Regions from separate parts of the Mus musculus genome. Here all the other regions are linked to region 1. Evidence: chromatin contacts called from public HiChIP or PLAC-seq and Micro-C data. All regions are on one chromosome and are shown on one strand. The core of a region is the stretch at or near the end of the contact, and the rest is flanking DNA. Distances in the headings are between cores, read along the strand shown.

The links. Hi-C and Micro-C count contacts between places; a contact is called where the count stands out from the background. HiChIP or PLAC-seq counts read pairs in DNA pulled down with a chosen protein or histone mark.
Region 2: a contact with region 1 is called in a Micro-C map of embryonic stem cells, with 3 times the contacts expected there. The contact joins the enhancer-like site here to the promoter of Tbc1d1 in region 1. A contact is called at or near these places in 6 of 39 promoter capture datasets (the C10 cell line, the HPC-7 cell line, cranial neural crest and 3 more), 1 of 484 Hi-C or Micro-C datasets (embryonic stem cells), 4 of 115 datasets of contacts at active chromatin or transcription factors (embryonic stem cells, memory CD8 T cells and pancreatic cancer cells) and 5 of 9 other capture datasets (adipose tissue, bone marrow-derived macrophages, liver and 2 more).
Region 3: a FOXA1 HiChIP or PLAC-seq map of pancreatic cancer cells shows a contact between it and region 1. The contact joins the enhancer-like site here to the promoter of Tbc1d1 in region 1. A contact is called at or near these places in 3 of 484 Hi-C or Micro-C datasets (the N1E-115 cell line, cortical neurons and nephron progenitors), 3 of 115 datasets of contacts at active chromatin or transcription factors (the 230-238 cell line, embryonic stem cells and pancreatic cancer cells) and 1 of 9 other capture datasets (pancreatic islet).

Annotation. Positions count from the first base shown.
Region 1 is chr5:64,157,589-64,162,503 of GRCm38.p6, forward strand. Tbc1d1 (TBC1 domain family, member 1) reads left to right here and starts at 2,672. Exons shown (of 22, transcript NM_001310611.1): 1 at 2,672-2,917.
Region 2 is chr5:63,930,403-63,935,317 of GRCm38.p6, forward strand. It overlaps Rell1 (RELT-like 1), which reads right to left. Exons shown (of 7, transcript NM_145923.4): 4 at 76-133. Among named protein-coding and RNA genes, the nearest start is that of Rell1, 36 kb to the right of the region's middle. Within about 2 kb of position 2,564, at least 51 of the 459 cell types and tissues checked have an H3K27ac peak or open chromatin away from gene starts, as enhancers often do. A contact at or near this core is called in embryonic stem cells, where this site is marked.
Region 3 is chr5:64,358,779-64,363,693 of GRCm38.p6, forward strand. No RefSeq gene overlaps it. Among named protein-coding and RNA genes, the nearest start is that of Gm43837, 17 kb to the right of the region's middle. Within about 2 kb of position 1,918, at least 146 of the 459 cell types and tissues checked have an H3K27ac peak or open chromatin away from gene starts, as enhancers often do. A contact at or near this core is called in pancreatic cancer cells, where this site is marked.

The DNA of each region.
Region 1 (4,915 bases), core at 1,422-3,921:
GTCTCTGGGCTTTCTACTGGAAAGGTAAGTTTTATTTTTCTGGAGCTTACAGCTATCTTAGAGCTGGTATTAATATTGCTAGTATTTGCCAATAAATAATTAATTATACTGCAAGTGACTAAATTTGGAGCATAGGAATGACTCTCTAGAGGGAGTCCTAAAAAGAATGCTGTACTCAGAGGTTCTGGGGGCAGGGAGGCAAGTGAAGAGATTGTCTAAAGGCAACCGAGCAGCATCCATGGCTGATAGAGGTGGCTTTTATCCATCAAGCCAGCAAGACAGTCTATCCAGGGACCTCTGGGTCACTAAGGCCATCTAGGAGCCCCTGTGGGGAAGAGCTACACACACACACACACACACACACACACACACACACACACACAGAGTCAACCAGCCCAATGTCATCCCATAGCCCAGAGGGAACTCTGCTGCTGCACTTCAGTCTCAACCCCTTAGAGATGGCCTTAGGGGCTCTGTTGGAACTCCTGTGCCTCAGGAGGAGGAGCCACTTCCTTCCTATAACAAGAACGGGTGCAGGTGGGTGCCCAGAGCTTGGCTGGCACTGCTCACAGTGAGACTACAGATTTCTCTTCCTGTTTGACAGTCTTTAACTCTGCAAACCCCACATGCCAGCCTTGATCTAGAGATTTTACTATTTCTTCCTGAGCTGCTGGAACCCAAAGGGTGAGGCAGGCAGGCTGTCTCCTGAGGTCTACAATAAGTCAGTTAAGGGTTGTTTTTTTTGTTTGTTTTTTGTTTTTTGTTTTTTGTTTTTTTTTTTTTTTAAAGTTCCGAATTCTTTATTGTGTGTCTGGGAACTAGAAAGGTGATGTAGAGATAGCTGCCTGGTGCCTGGTACATGGGCACAACACTTCCCCAGGCCAGGTCAGGGTTAGCATGGTTTCTTGCCTCTAAGGTATACATCTCTGAGCTGGAATTTGTGCGAGCTTATGGGGGAATGAACTGCTCCCCCTCCTCCCAGCACCAGCTGGAGCCTGGACTACTAGGCTACTCTACCCAGGCACTGCCTTCCTTTACCATCTGGTCTCTACTTGACTGCTAAGCCTTCCTGCACTCCAGAATCAAACGTTTTGCAGGGAGGAGGTGGCAGGGTGAGGACAAGATAAGGGAAGGAAATGGTAGATGAGGTGGCTCTGGCCCTATTCTGTAAGCATGCTCCAGAAATTCTCTGTCCCTTCTATGGTGGAGACTGCCAGGCAGGGTAGTTAAGCAATAGGTCCAAATGTGGCTGGGATGCTCCTTCAATGGCTGGCATGTCGCTTGTCTTGACGTGGTGACCTTCTGGAAGTAGCCATGGTCTGTAGGCCACAGAGCGGGAAGGACAACTTAACAATGGGGTTGAAGATAAAAGCATGAAACAGTGATAGTATGATGCTGAAGACGATAGAGTTTAGCTGGATAACCTGATCTTTTCCTGCGGAGCATTTTCCACGAACCAATCAACACTCTTTTCCTTAGACTATTCCTGGCTATATCTATTCTCATTCATTCTCTCTCTCTCTCTCTCTCTCTCTCTCTCTCTCTCTCTCTCTCTCTCTCTCTCTCTCTCTCTCGATCTGAAACTAGGAAGACAAACTATGGTGTAATAAAGAATGAACTAACCCCACATGGCAGCTACGGAGGGCTCTAGATACAATCCAAGCCACGTGCACCGCTCACTTTTCTTGGATCCCTTCTGCTCTTTGGAGTGAGTCTGCCTCTTTAACTTGCGGGAATGGTGCTTTGAGAGGTTTCTGTGGCTCTCTGGCGTGCACACAGACGCGCAGTGCGTGCGTGTGTGTGCTCCGCACGCAGAGAGGGAAAAAGCGCGCGGTCCGGGCTCTGCGTCACTCCCCGCACCTGGCCAGAGATGGGTTTAGTAGAGGCTAATCCGCGGAGGGCACTTCATCCCGGGTGTTTCTCTGAGTCCCCGATTTTGCTGCCTGGAGTGCCAGCGTCCCATCCTGCTTCGGTTCCTGGTTCCCCCCACCAGCCCCCATCCTGCCATTCGACCCCAATGCAAGAAGGATGAGGCGGGGGAAGGGCTGGTGGCTGGGTGGCCTGCGGGTACGCTGCGCAGTGATCTCCGGGTCCGTTTCGGAGGGTGCGTGCAGAGAAGCAGGATCCCTCAGGGAGCGCGGGCTCCGCTGCCACCTGCTGAGAACCTCGCACGCCAAAACAGCCTCGGGCAGGGCTACCTGCTATAAATAAGCGGTCAAGAGCCCGGTGTGTGACCACACATCCCGCCGGGAGGGCCATAATCACTTGTGAGCACGCAGGGAATATTCCGGGCCAGGACTTCGCGCTGAGGCTGGATGGGGTGGCGATGCTTGCACCTTCCCCGAGCTCTCGTGGGGTGGCGCCTGGTGGCCCCTGGGCGGGCTGAGGATGGACCGCTGGGGAGCGAGGGGAGGGAGGCCGCGGAGGACCCGCACTGCAGCAGCTGTTGCTCGCCTGTGACTCGCCAGTCTGGGCCGAGTCGCCTAGCCAGAGTCGCTTGGTGCGGAGGGGAAGGGAGGGCATCTACTCCTGTTCTTGGCTCCCGGGGGACTCACTAGGGAGATTCCGGCTGCTGTCCCCCTCCCCCGCCTCTGCTTTCCCCAGCGCTCGCCCAGCCCGGGAGGAGGAAACGCGAGCGAGCCGCGCGCAGACACCTCCTCCTCCTCCTCAGCTGCTGTCGCCGCCGCCGGCCACACCGCGGTGCCTGTTGCTGCAAGCCACCTCGGACCGACCGTCTCTTCAACCCGCAAGAGAAGCAGAGACTGTGGAGTGGACCCCCACCCCAGCAGCGTGGGGCGGCAAGAGCACAGCCAGCTGAGGACCATGGACGCCCCGCCCGCCCAGGCCATCTTCTGGGTGCCCGGGAGCACCTGCGCGCCCTAGCTCAGCCCGGAGTTCTGAGCGTGCCACCTCACTGGTAGGTTCCACCTTGGGTCCTTAGGGTGCGGGGCAACCCTCCACTTCCAGCATGCCCCTGAGCTCCCTTGCTGCAGAGAAGGCGCGGTCCCGCCACCCAAGGGCGTTGCTGCCGGGTCTCTTGGGGTGCTCTGGTGGGGGAGGGGGAAGAGGCGGGATTTCAGAGCTACCTTGTTGTCCTCTGCTTGGGGGTGGGGGGGGGGGGGAGAAACCTTGATGCTTTCTGCGCTGCGACGAAGGTGCTCAGGTCCCCTGCTCCTCCTCCTTGCATATCCCGCCCCACTCCCTCCCGCCAAATATCACCGGGGCACAAGTGTTTGTAAGGCATCCAGCTCGGACGAGGCCGGTCAGAGTGACCCCAGGCCGCCTTTTGAAAGTTCAGGGTACTTTGCAGCGGTAACTTTGGCAGCTTCTCGGTGCACGCAACATTTCTTTCTATGGGCACATCCTGTGCTGGTCATTTTGAAACCCGGCTTGATTGTTTCCTAGCAGCTTCCGGGTTGCTACGTGAGTAAGAGGCTCACTCTAACTTCACAGGTTGCTGTTCTCTTCTTTTCTAAAAGATGTGTCGTTCTGTTTGAACCCCACCTAGGTGTGGCGTTCCTGGTTGTGATTTTATTTTAAATGCCTTGTTCTCCGGAAGTTGCTTAAAAAGGAAAAGAAATTGAAAGTGATGAGTGTTTCTCTCAGCAAACATCTTCAGCGCCCTGGTACTGATGATGGCAGGCATTCACCTCCTACGTACAACCCTCCTTCGTCCTCTTAGTGGCTGCAAGCCGTTCTTCTATTTAGAGCCAGGTGTTAGAAGGGAATTTTTGAATGACCTAATTTAAATGGGTCACACCCAGGAAGCTCAGCTGTCTCTACAAGTCTAAACTTCTAAACTTTTTGCGTTGCACCTCCATGGGCAAAGATCCCTTTTAAGACCCCCTCGATGTGAAGTGGGATTCCCATGAGTTGGAGAATGGCCACACTTAGGCTTTATTGTTTGTGGAGCCTGCTCAAGGTGGGAGGGGTGGGATGGGAGAAGGAGAGGGCAGCTGTACCCAAAGGTAGGAATGTATCACTTTTCAGGGTCTCACTACCTTGCCTGAGAGCTCGCTGAGGCTAGCGAGTTCTTTTCTCTTTTCTCAGCATTCACGGTGCCCCCCTTCTGCAGAGTCAGTTCCTCCCTGGGAACCCTGAGGACTTTCTTAAGGAACCAGGAAGAGGCATGAAAAGTACATAAACGGGTGGGTGCTTTGCAAAACTCTTAGCAATGGGAAGCTGAGCCTCTGATGTGCCTGTCTTTAATGTTCGTTCCTATCAAGTTAAAGGGACCAACTCTCTTAAGTTTATCTGTAAGAAACCATTGATGTGCCGTGAGCTCTACTGTGTGGTAGATGCTGCAGTGAGTTAGCTGGTACCCCATAAAAGGCTGCATGTATGAACTAATGACCAAGGGACCAAATGTGGTGCAATGGACAGTCTGAAACCAGCAGAGGACCATTAAAAGGGATGCTTTTGGGGGGGGGTGTGGATTTGTTCAGTCATTTACAAACCCATAGAAAAGGGGAAAAGCTTTGGTGTAGTTATGACTTATTAATACCAAAGGAGAGCTTTGCAGTGGGCCTCCCTGACACAACCTACCCTTATCTGTCCCAGGAGAGCTCGAGGGTTCCCTGATAACCCTTCTAATGTATAAGAGCCTTCTAACATACAAGTCCCAGTACCCGAGGAAACCTGGAGGCGATGGATGGGTGTCTGGAGGAACACTGACTGCCCCCCTAGCCCTTCACTACCTAGCCTTTGTTAATCTCTGATCCTTCATTCCTGGAAGACCTGGACTAAGAAGGCCCCAGCCGAGGTGCAGAGCCAGGTGTTGGTGGGAGCTACTTTGTGACCCATTATTTTCTAGGGTGTGCCCCTAGAGAAGGACTAACTGATGCCCCTCCTTCCAACAGCTATTTGATAGACTAAGGGACAGGAGGACAAGAAGGATGCTTGCAGGGTGCTGTTT
Region 2 (4,915 bases), core at 1,314-3,813, 230 kb before region 1:
GGACACAGTACCAAGGGAATCAATCTGAACAAGCAAATGAAAACTGTCTCCATCCACTGGGAGAGAGGCACTCACCTTTCAATATCGCCCACGCTGTTATCAGCTACCATAGCTTTCAAGATATCTGCATTCGCTGAGAAAGAAAAAGAACTAAGTGAGCAATCAGAGCCATGTTAGAAAAGCTGTCCGTGAGACACCGCGCTCCTCCTCAGTCCCCAGAGGCCCAGATGAGGAAGGTCGGAGAAGGTTTACTTCCCAGGTGGCCAATGCTGTTACTCTGATCTAGGACTGCAGAAGCCCCTAAGTTGGGACAAACACTCCAAATTTATCTGACATAGGCGGGCTTAACTTAGAATTACAGTGTTCATGTTTTAAAACCTTGTGGATGTGAGCTGTCAACACACAGAACCCAAGCTTCTTAGGCTTGACCCACACCCACACCCACACCCACACCCACACCCACACCCACACCCTACGTCCTGACTTCTCAGAGTAGCCAGTCAAAGGCTGCAGTGAAAGTCAAGTTTCTTTTGGCTATTTAATTGTCAAGGCCAAATGCTATTACCAACTCCTAACCTTTTCCATTCATTTTTAAAGCACCGTTCCCATCCCATGACTAACCACAATAAATTCTCCAGAGAAGAAAGAATAAAAGGATTACTGATTTACCACGTGAGCCAATGATAGGTAGCTTGTAGCAGTTTACATCACATGACATCCCCTGAGAAGGACATTTAACTCAGAGTTCTAACTCTGCTGCTGGGAGAGTTGAGAGGCAAGGGCCCACGTGCTGTGTGCTTCACAGCCTGACTTCCTTTTTGCCTCTCCCACTTTTTCCCCTACCCATCCTCCCATGAAAATACAATACCAAAGACTTAGATCCACTTATGGCCTATGGCCTATCTGTTGCCTTACATATAAAAGAGAGTGAGTTTGTTGTCATTTTGATTTGTCTTATTTTGTTTTGGGCTCCCCCATGATCTCCAGTCTCCGCTACCTTGGGGATCACAGCACCACAATGCAGCTTTTAGGAATCCAAGGGGGTGGGGGCAGTATTTCTAAGAAATATTTACACATGTCATCGCTTTCCTTAAAAAACTACCTTTTTTTTTTTTTTTGCCCTTCACAATGGTGAGGGTGTCCAAATGAACTGCCAAACATGAGTTTTTATTATAAAACCAAATGTTTTTGTTATTTAAGGGGAAAAAAAAAAAAAGCCCTGAATTAGATCTATAATATCCCCCCCATACAACAAAAAATGACACATTGACTCTGACACACTTCATAATCTTGTGATACATGTCACTTTCATGTTTGACTGATATTGGGGATTCAGGAAAAGAATTTTCTTTCAGATAATAGGTTGGTATGTTGCTTTGATTTCCATGTGCTTTGGTGCCCCAAAGATTCCTGTGTTAAAACCCCCATTACCACTTCTGTCCGTGCTGTCATCGCTATGCTTGGCTTGGCACCCTTTTGATGCCACTCTCCCTCAAGTCTGGTACTGGATGGCAGCAAACTGGCCTCATGGGAGGAGGAGCTATGAGAAATGGTCCAACCTTCTGAATCCAGGGAAGGTGATGAGGTTACTGGAACACGGCCTCAGAAGTCAGACAGCTCTTGGGATACTCTCTCTCAGCCTTCATTCCCAGGAAAGGGTTGGTATAAAAGTGAGAGGACTGGGGCTATAGCTCAGCAGCAGAGCGTACGCAGGAGTCCCTGCATTTGAGTCTTAGCCTCCACAAGGAGAGAGCCACTCTCTCTGGCTTCCTGGTCACCATGTGTTCTTTGCCTTTCCCCCATGCTCCCGACATGTTGTTATCCACTAAGATGTGACCCAACCAGGTGGACCCTCACTCCAGAGTCCAAATCAATGAGGCTACCTGATCTTGGACCTCCATCCTCCAAACTGTGAGCTACAGCAAACTACTCTGCTTTTAAAAAGCACTAGCTCTGTATATTCCATTATGAATTAACAGAAGATGAACTAATAAAGAAGTATAGTCTCACATGCGATTTCTGTAAAATACACAGGAAATGGCCAGTGTGTACGTCCCCATAGTTTACCAAATGTGACCAGAGAGGAAACAACAACAAAGGGAATGAGGTCATGCTGGCTGTAACAGACTTTTATAGTGATAAGCATTCAAAAGAAAACTGTATAAACTTACCTGAGAAAACAATTCCCTATATATTATGACGAGTGCCCGTTAAGTAAAATGAGAAATTATTTACTATCCTTGATGCTCTCCAAACTCCTACACAATGCTAGGAAACCCCCACTGACCACACAAACACTCCTCAGTTTGGCTCTGTAGAGAAAGGTAAACTCGGGATAGCACTGGGGTAGTTCCAGGTCTCCGGATTAAGAAGAAAAGTGTGTGGGTGTGTAAAAGAGCTCTGAAAAACCCGAAGAATTTCCCTAGTGAAACTTCCGGAGTCAGATAGGAGTGTCTTTTGTCATTCATAATGAGCCACTTGGTAAAACTCAGTCTAGGATAACAAGGTGAGTCAGGGCGGAGCCAGTAATCAGAAAGGCCCGCCCAGTGTGATTAGAGGATAACAACTCTGGCACTAACCCAATGCCTGGCTCCCCGCCTCTAGGTGTTCCCCTTTAACAAAGCACTGAATGTAATAGCATATCCCGGCCTTCTGGGAGCCATTCTAGCAAACCCGAGGAAGGGACTGGGGGATTCTCAGATTCTCAGTGTGCACGTTAGAGGAACAGAGGGGCCAGGCAAAGCCGGCCAGCCTTGTGAAGCTGAGCCCTTTGCCTGCGGTAGACCACACTAACTCCCTGGCAGAGTCAGAAGTGAATTAGACACGCATGGAGCTGGCGTCAGACGTGAAGAACTGCTTGGGTTGGAAATCTGCACACATCCTATATTGGAAGCACAGCACGGGCTAGAGAGATGGCTCAGTGGTTAGAGCGCATGCTGCTCTTGCAGAGAGGTCCTCTGATTCCCAGCCCCCACGGGAATACATCTTTCAGAAATACTCAGTGAGACAGCACACCGCCACAAAACGTGCCTGCCCAGCAGATCAGCTACTGTCTCCAAACCCCAAAGGACAGCGACCTAAGCTAAAATTGATTTAGAAAAGGAAAGGCACATACTTCAACCCAAAGCAAGAACGTCACCTTGGGAAGCCAGCTTGTCATTCTAAGTGTGTACCACTGTCCTGTCCTTCAGTCTGATTCTGTTGTCCCCCTTCTGGCTTAAATCTATATTAAAATTCTAATAAACCTCAATGTTCACTTCATTAAAAAAAATCATGACTACATCTGACAAATTAAATTACCCATCTGGCAAGTTAAAAACACAATGCAGGAGACTGCTTGTATGTCAATAACACAAATGATTAAAACTAAATGTTGTGGGTTAACAGAGAGCCTAGGAAGATGTTAATAGAGAGCGTGTGCTTCATCTTATTCCTTTTTAATTCCTTTTAAAAAGTTCAGAGTGCAGTTATAATTTGTAAATATAGAGTGCCAGTTTGGGAAAATAACAGTGAAGTCTAAATTGAAATCAAGTTTGAGGTTGCGCGAACTATGGAATACAAGGTGGGGTAACGAGGTGCTTGTTGCATACAGTGGCGAATTTTAGCCTCAGAGTCAACCTGAAAACACTCTAGGTTGTAACTAGTGTGCTGGGATTCAGTACTGCCAATCCCATGCCCTGATGGGAAATCTCTGAAAAACAGGCCCACGCCCAAGTGTTCTTGTCTTTTTGTTCTTATCTAAAAACCATTCTACTAAGTTTATTTATTCATTCATTTTTTTTTTGCAAACTATCAAAACTGAAAGAGAGAAATATCATTGCAAAGCTGAAAGCAGGACAATGTTTAGAACTAGACAGAAGGCTTGAAGCGCGTGGACCTAAAGCCCTTGGCGTCTCCCTTCCTTCACTTCCAAGCTGAGTAGAACACCAGTTTCTCATAAAGCTGGTTCTAAGGACACAAAGCACAGCTGGGAAACAGGTGCAGCTCTCAGTCTGGGGCCAGGTGGATGCTCTCGCTGAGCGGTGTGGGGACCAAGGTCCCAGAGAGAGGCTGGTGATGGGACGGTGGCATCTGCCAACAGAAGTGGACACTGTAGCACTTCAGCAGATGGGGTAAGGAGTACCACAGACCTGATAAAGCACGAAGAACCAAGTTTCTGTTCTGGTTTGGGTGTGTCCTAAAATTCACTCACGTGTCAGAAACATTACTCCCCAAAGTCATTCTGTTGGCATTTGGAGTCGCCTTGGGGTGACTGGGTCACTGGCCTGCTCATGGATTCTTAGATTCGTGGATTACTGAGAGAGTGGTTTTTTTCATAAAAGCAGATTCTTTCTGACATGACTGCTCTGTCTCGTCACGTTTCCAGCTCAGAACGTAGCAGTGAAGGCCCTCTCCAGGTGCCAAGCAGATGCTGGCCCCACACGTCGACTTGTCAGCCTCTAGAACCATGAGCTAAATAAACTTCTGTTCTTTATAGCTCGTCAAGCTTGGGGTACTCAGTTATAGCAACAGAAAACATCATCCTATTAAGACAACCCTCAGCCTCCAGAACAAAGACCCTAATTCATTTAGTAACAATTGGATCCTTCTCTTAAAAAGTTGCCTTAAAATACATTTCATAGGCTGAGCATAGTGGCGCATGCCTATAATCCCAACATTTAGGAGATAAGGGGAGGTGGACCAGAGGTTCAGGACCATCCTTGGCTATATACCGAGTTCAAAGCCAGGCTGGACCACATGAGACCCTATCTCAAAAAAGAAACTATATATAAAAAAAAAAAAGATACTTAAGCCCTAATGCTTAAGCTCTATCCACATTTAATACTGGATAGCCTAGAAGATACAAACATAGAGGCAGAAAGCAAAGCACCTTTGCAGGTGGTTTGGGGAGGAAGGAACAGGGAGAGAAGCAGCT
Region 3 (4,915 bases), core at 668-3,167, 200 kb after region 1:
TCAGACTTTTTCCCAGCCCCGGGTGGGAGCTAGAGGGAACAGAAGATGCTGGCAGCAATCTTCCTCACCAGGGGACCCCAGGTCCCAAAGGGTCTGTGTGACAGTTACACTCTCTTAATGTTATAACCCCCAGCAGAAAAGTCATGTTCTTATCTAAACTATCTTGAGTTAGAAGAACTTTAATGGCTACAGAGTGCCTTGTCAGCTGTAGCTGATCTAAGAAAATAAACATTTTATAACTACGATATCGCAAGCGGCTCCAGACACAAGAGACACTTGGTCCCGATGGATGGTTCTTATAAATAACCAGGCAATCACGCACTGCAGAAATAGCTAGAATTTCTATGACTTCATAGGGAGCCAAAGGGAAACGCCCTTGCAAAGTGAACGCTAAAGTCATCCCACAGTCAAAATGCGGTCAGGCGCCGTGTGGGAGCCAAAGACAGTTTGCTTCAGCCCCAGCCTGGCCTCCAGTAGAGCCACACTGATGTGAACCCCTGCATTGAGTCCTTATGCTTAGGGCCACCCCTTGCCAAATGCACTCACTGAAGGGGCCTGACAGAAAGCACAGGCCGAAACAAACGACCCCACGGCCGGTGGCAGGCCTGAGATCAGCTCCTTAACTCGATGGCTGTGCATTGCTTGCATATGGGTTCTGCCATCTGGAGTCCATTGCCCTGCAGCCCAGTGGGTCCTGAATGATTCAAGACAGGCTGCAGCATCAGTCCACAAACAGAGTTTCAGCATCACTGGTTAAACTTAAAGTGTTTCTGTAACCAAGGGGAGTATCAGAAAAACCCCATCTCCTCGACATTTTAATTTTAAGATTTTATAGTGATAAGGGAGAAAGCGAATTATTTTTCAAGGGAGGGAGATGTAACAATCTCCCTGGGAAACTGTCTTCAGGAACAAGGTACCCATTGGCCATTTCCCCCCGTAAGAGTCAAAACAAGGGAGGCCTAGCCCTGCTCAGTGGCTCTGGTCCCAGGATGGCCAGCTCTGTGAGGGCAGGAATGCACTTACTTTGTCGAGGTCAGCCATGAGAGGTCATTTCAGTTCAGACTGGTCTTGTCATACAGCTCAGGCTTGCCTCAAACTCTTAACAATCCTCCAGCCTCAGCCTCTAGAATGCCAGGATTACAGGCCTGTGGAAGTATGTCCAACCAGGGATAGTCATTTCTCTCACTCCCCCTATTACCTGAGTTCGGGTCAGAGCCCGGGCCCTGGCAGCCCTAACAAGCCAGGCTCAGCCACCATCCTCAACGGACCAACTAAAGAGACAAGTGAGAGTGGAAAAGGCTAATTCACTAGGAAGATGAAGGCATGTCAACATTCAGTGATGACCCCGACCGTGACCCATCTTCAAGGTCAATTCATGAGGTTTAGGTTTAGACATTGGACAAGAAGTACGTAGTCTGACACACGAAAACTGTGTGAAGTCTCTTCCTGGGAAACAAGTTCCCCCCCTAACTGGTGCCAGGCTCCACAGCCTGTTCCTTCTCCCGTCATGAGATTCAGGGAAATTCCATTTCCTTGGGGACCATTGTTTCAATAATCTGATAGCCAAAGGGAGGGGCATAAACATCCCTCTTCAGAATATGTTCCCTCCTGCCAGCTTGGTTACACCCAGATTCCAGCTCTTCTCTGGTGACTGTTCTGTGGGCCCCTGAGAGAGTAATGAAAGCCTAGGAAATACAGGCCAACCCTAGGCCATCCTGGCAAGAACAGGAAAGTTTGAAACCATGGCTTCCCTCCCTGGCGTCAGGAGAGGTAGGCATCAACAAAATTACCTTTTAGCCTTTTTGCCCTTCCCAGGTTTTTCTAGAAGGTTCTAGCACATTCCTCCTGTGACTCAGTGGGGCGTAGGCAGCTGCCCCCGCAGACACCTCCCAGGCAGGAAGTGCTGCACCACTGACTGGGCAGATCAGATCAAAAGAGGCTCAGCTCACTAGAAACTATTGTTCACGTGACATATTTGGGAACTGTCAACTGCAAAGGTCCGCTGAGCCCACAAATGCTGCAGATACCCCAGAAACCCAAGAAGCCTTTTGTATTAGTCAGGGTTTCTATTCTTGCACAAACATCATGACCAAGAAGCAGTTGGTGAGGAAAGGGTTTATTCAGCTTACATTTCCACAATGTTGTTCATCACCAAGGAAGTCAGGACTGGAACTCAAGCAGGTCAGAAAACAGGAGCTGATGCAGAGGCCATGGAGGGATGTTCTTTACTGGCTTGCTTCCCCTGGCTTGCTCAGCCTGCTTTCTTATAGAACCAAGACTACCAGCCCAGGGATGGCACCACCCACAAGGGGCCCTTCCCCCTTGATCACTAATTGAGAAACTGCCTTGCAGCTGGATCTCATGGAGGCATTTCCTCAACTGAAGCTCCTTTCTCTGTGATAACTCCAGCCTGTGTCAAATTGACACAAAATTAGCCAGTAACAATTGACCCCTTGTCAACTTGACACACAAACACATTACTAGTAAGCCTCAACCCTTAGTTCTTATTCATCCCCAAGATCTTAAATAACTTTAAAAGTCCCACAGTCTTTGCATATTAAAAGTTCAATCCTTTCAAAATATCCAATATCATTTAAAATCCAAAGTCTTTTTACAATTAAAAGTCTCTTAACTGTGGGATCTACTAAAATATTGTCTTCCTTCAAGAGGGAAAAATATCAGGGCACAGTCACAATCAAAAGCAATAATTAAACTCCAACTGTCCAATATCTGGGATCCAACTCACGATCTTCTGGGCTCCTCCAAGGGCTTGGGTCACTTCTCCAGCCATGCCCTTTGTAGCACACATCTTGTCTTCTAGGCTCCAGCTGCCTGTACTTCACTGCTGCTGCTGTTCTTGGTGGTCATCTCATAGTACTGGCATCTCCAAAACAATACATGACCCCTTCAGTTCTGGGCCATCAACTTCAACTGAGGCTGCACCTTCACCAATGGCCTTCCATGGCCTCTCACAGTGCCGAGCCTCAGCTGCTCTGCGTGACCCCTTCATGCCTTTAAAACCAATACCACCTGGTTGACTCTTACATATTATCAAGTCTCACTGCAGCACAAGGTACCACCTTGGCTATCTCTAGAACACAGCCTCGGTGCTCTCAGAAAACACTTCCCAGAAGATGTCACCTCAATGATGCTGGTCTCTTCTTAATCACCACTAATTTCTTAGCTCCAGCTAACCAGCATCAATAGTCCCAGTAATCCAAAGGTTTTGCTTTAGTAGTTCTGGTATCTTGTTAATCTCAGCTGATTCTTCAGCCCCAGCTAACCAGAACCACAGAATCTTCACAATCAAAATAGCAATGGCCCTGAAAAGAGTCTTTAATCTTCCCTCTGAAATTTCACAAGCCAGGTCTCCATCTTCTGCACTGTTCTCAACACTATCTTCCAAGCTCCTACATAACATCCCACAGAGCTCTTAACACCAAATGGATCTTCTGGCCCAAAGTTCCAAAGTCCTTCCACAGTCCTCCCCAAAACATGGTCAGGTTGTCACAGGAATACCCCACTCCTGGTACCAATTAGCCAGTACACCTTTCTAGCACCCTGAGGCTGCATTGCAAAGCTGCTCACCTGCCATCAGCTGGTGGCCCAAGCATCTCTCTGTCCACCATTTTTATTTCTGGATCCAGTCCATCCATCCCCTTGAAGAGCTTCCTGCTGGCTGTGACAGCTAGAGAAGAGGTAAAAGAAAAACCAAAAGAAACAAAACACCCAACAACAGCAACAACAAAATGCTTACCCTCTCCTAGACGACCATGGACTCTTGCTTGACCCAATCCCTGCTTACTCTCCCCTTGTCTTGACCGCTGTTTCTAAAGGATACACGTACTCTCCTTATATCTAGACTGACTAGAGAGGAAGAAAACTCCAGCTACAAGCAGAGCAGCCATCAACCCCGTGACCTGCAGCTCAGTGGATGAGGGAGGATACTTTCCCTATGTTAGTCACAATTCCCATAATGCAAGCCCACCCCAGACCAAGTGGTACCAGCCGGAAGTCCTGGGAGAAGTAGCAGGTGTTTTAAGCCTGGGTCACACATGACCTAGCTCCACCTTCAAGTAACAACCTTTCCCTCCAGTTTCTTTAGACAGGCCTGGAGGGTAGTTAAACACAGCTCCTGCCATCTTCCCAACAGAGCAGGGAGCCCCCAGATGAAGACTCCCAAGCAAGACAAGGAAAGCCATACACATGTTCTAGAATGTCACTGATATATTCTGTAGCCCCGGGCCCAGGCAGCCTCAGAGCCCTGGGTGTGTTAACCAGAGCAGACAGCCACACTTCTATATAAGGTGCTCATCAGAGCTTTCATGCCTCAGGTAAGAAGAGAGTGCACAGTGTCCTGGTAATAATGCTTATATCAATTACATTCTGAAACAGCATTATTGATAGAGTGGGTTAAATAGAGTCTTAACCTTAATTTCACCTTTAAATGTTTGACTTTTATTTATGTGGCTACTAAAAAAAATCTTTGAAGGAGCATGTGTGTGTGTCACAGCTCCATAGTGTTGTGGCCTTGTTCTAGGAGCACTGAAAAGGAAATCCTCATCACTGTGGTCTGAAGGTGTATTAACCCTCCATCGCCGTGACAAAACTATTCGAGAAGAGGAACAGATTCTTTGGGATCATGGTTTCCTGAGGTTCATTGTGTGACCACCTATCCTGCCTGCTTTTCGGCCTGTGTCTGAGGTCACACATCATGGCAGAAGTGTGGGATGGAGTAAAGCTGTACACCTCCCAGCACCCAGGAAGCCAAAGAGGACCTCATATTTTGTTGTATAAAGCCCATCTTCCCAAACTCATTCAGCCATGAGCCCATAAATAGATGAATTCACCCATGACACCTGTGATCCACTCTGTGCCTACCATGATGTCTCCCACTCAGGACACTGGTTTCAAG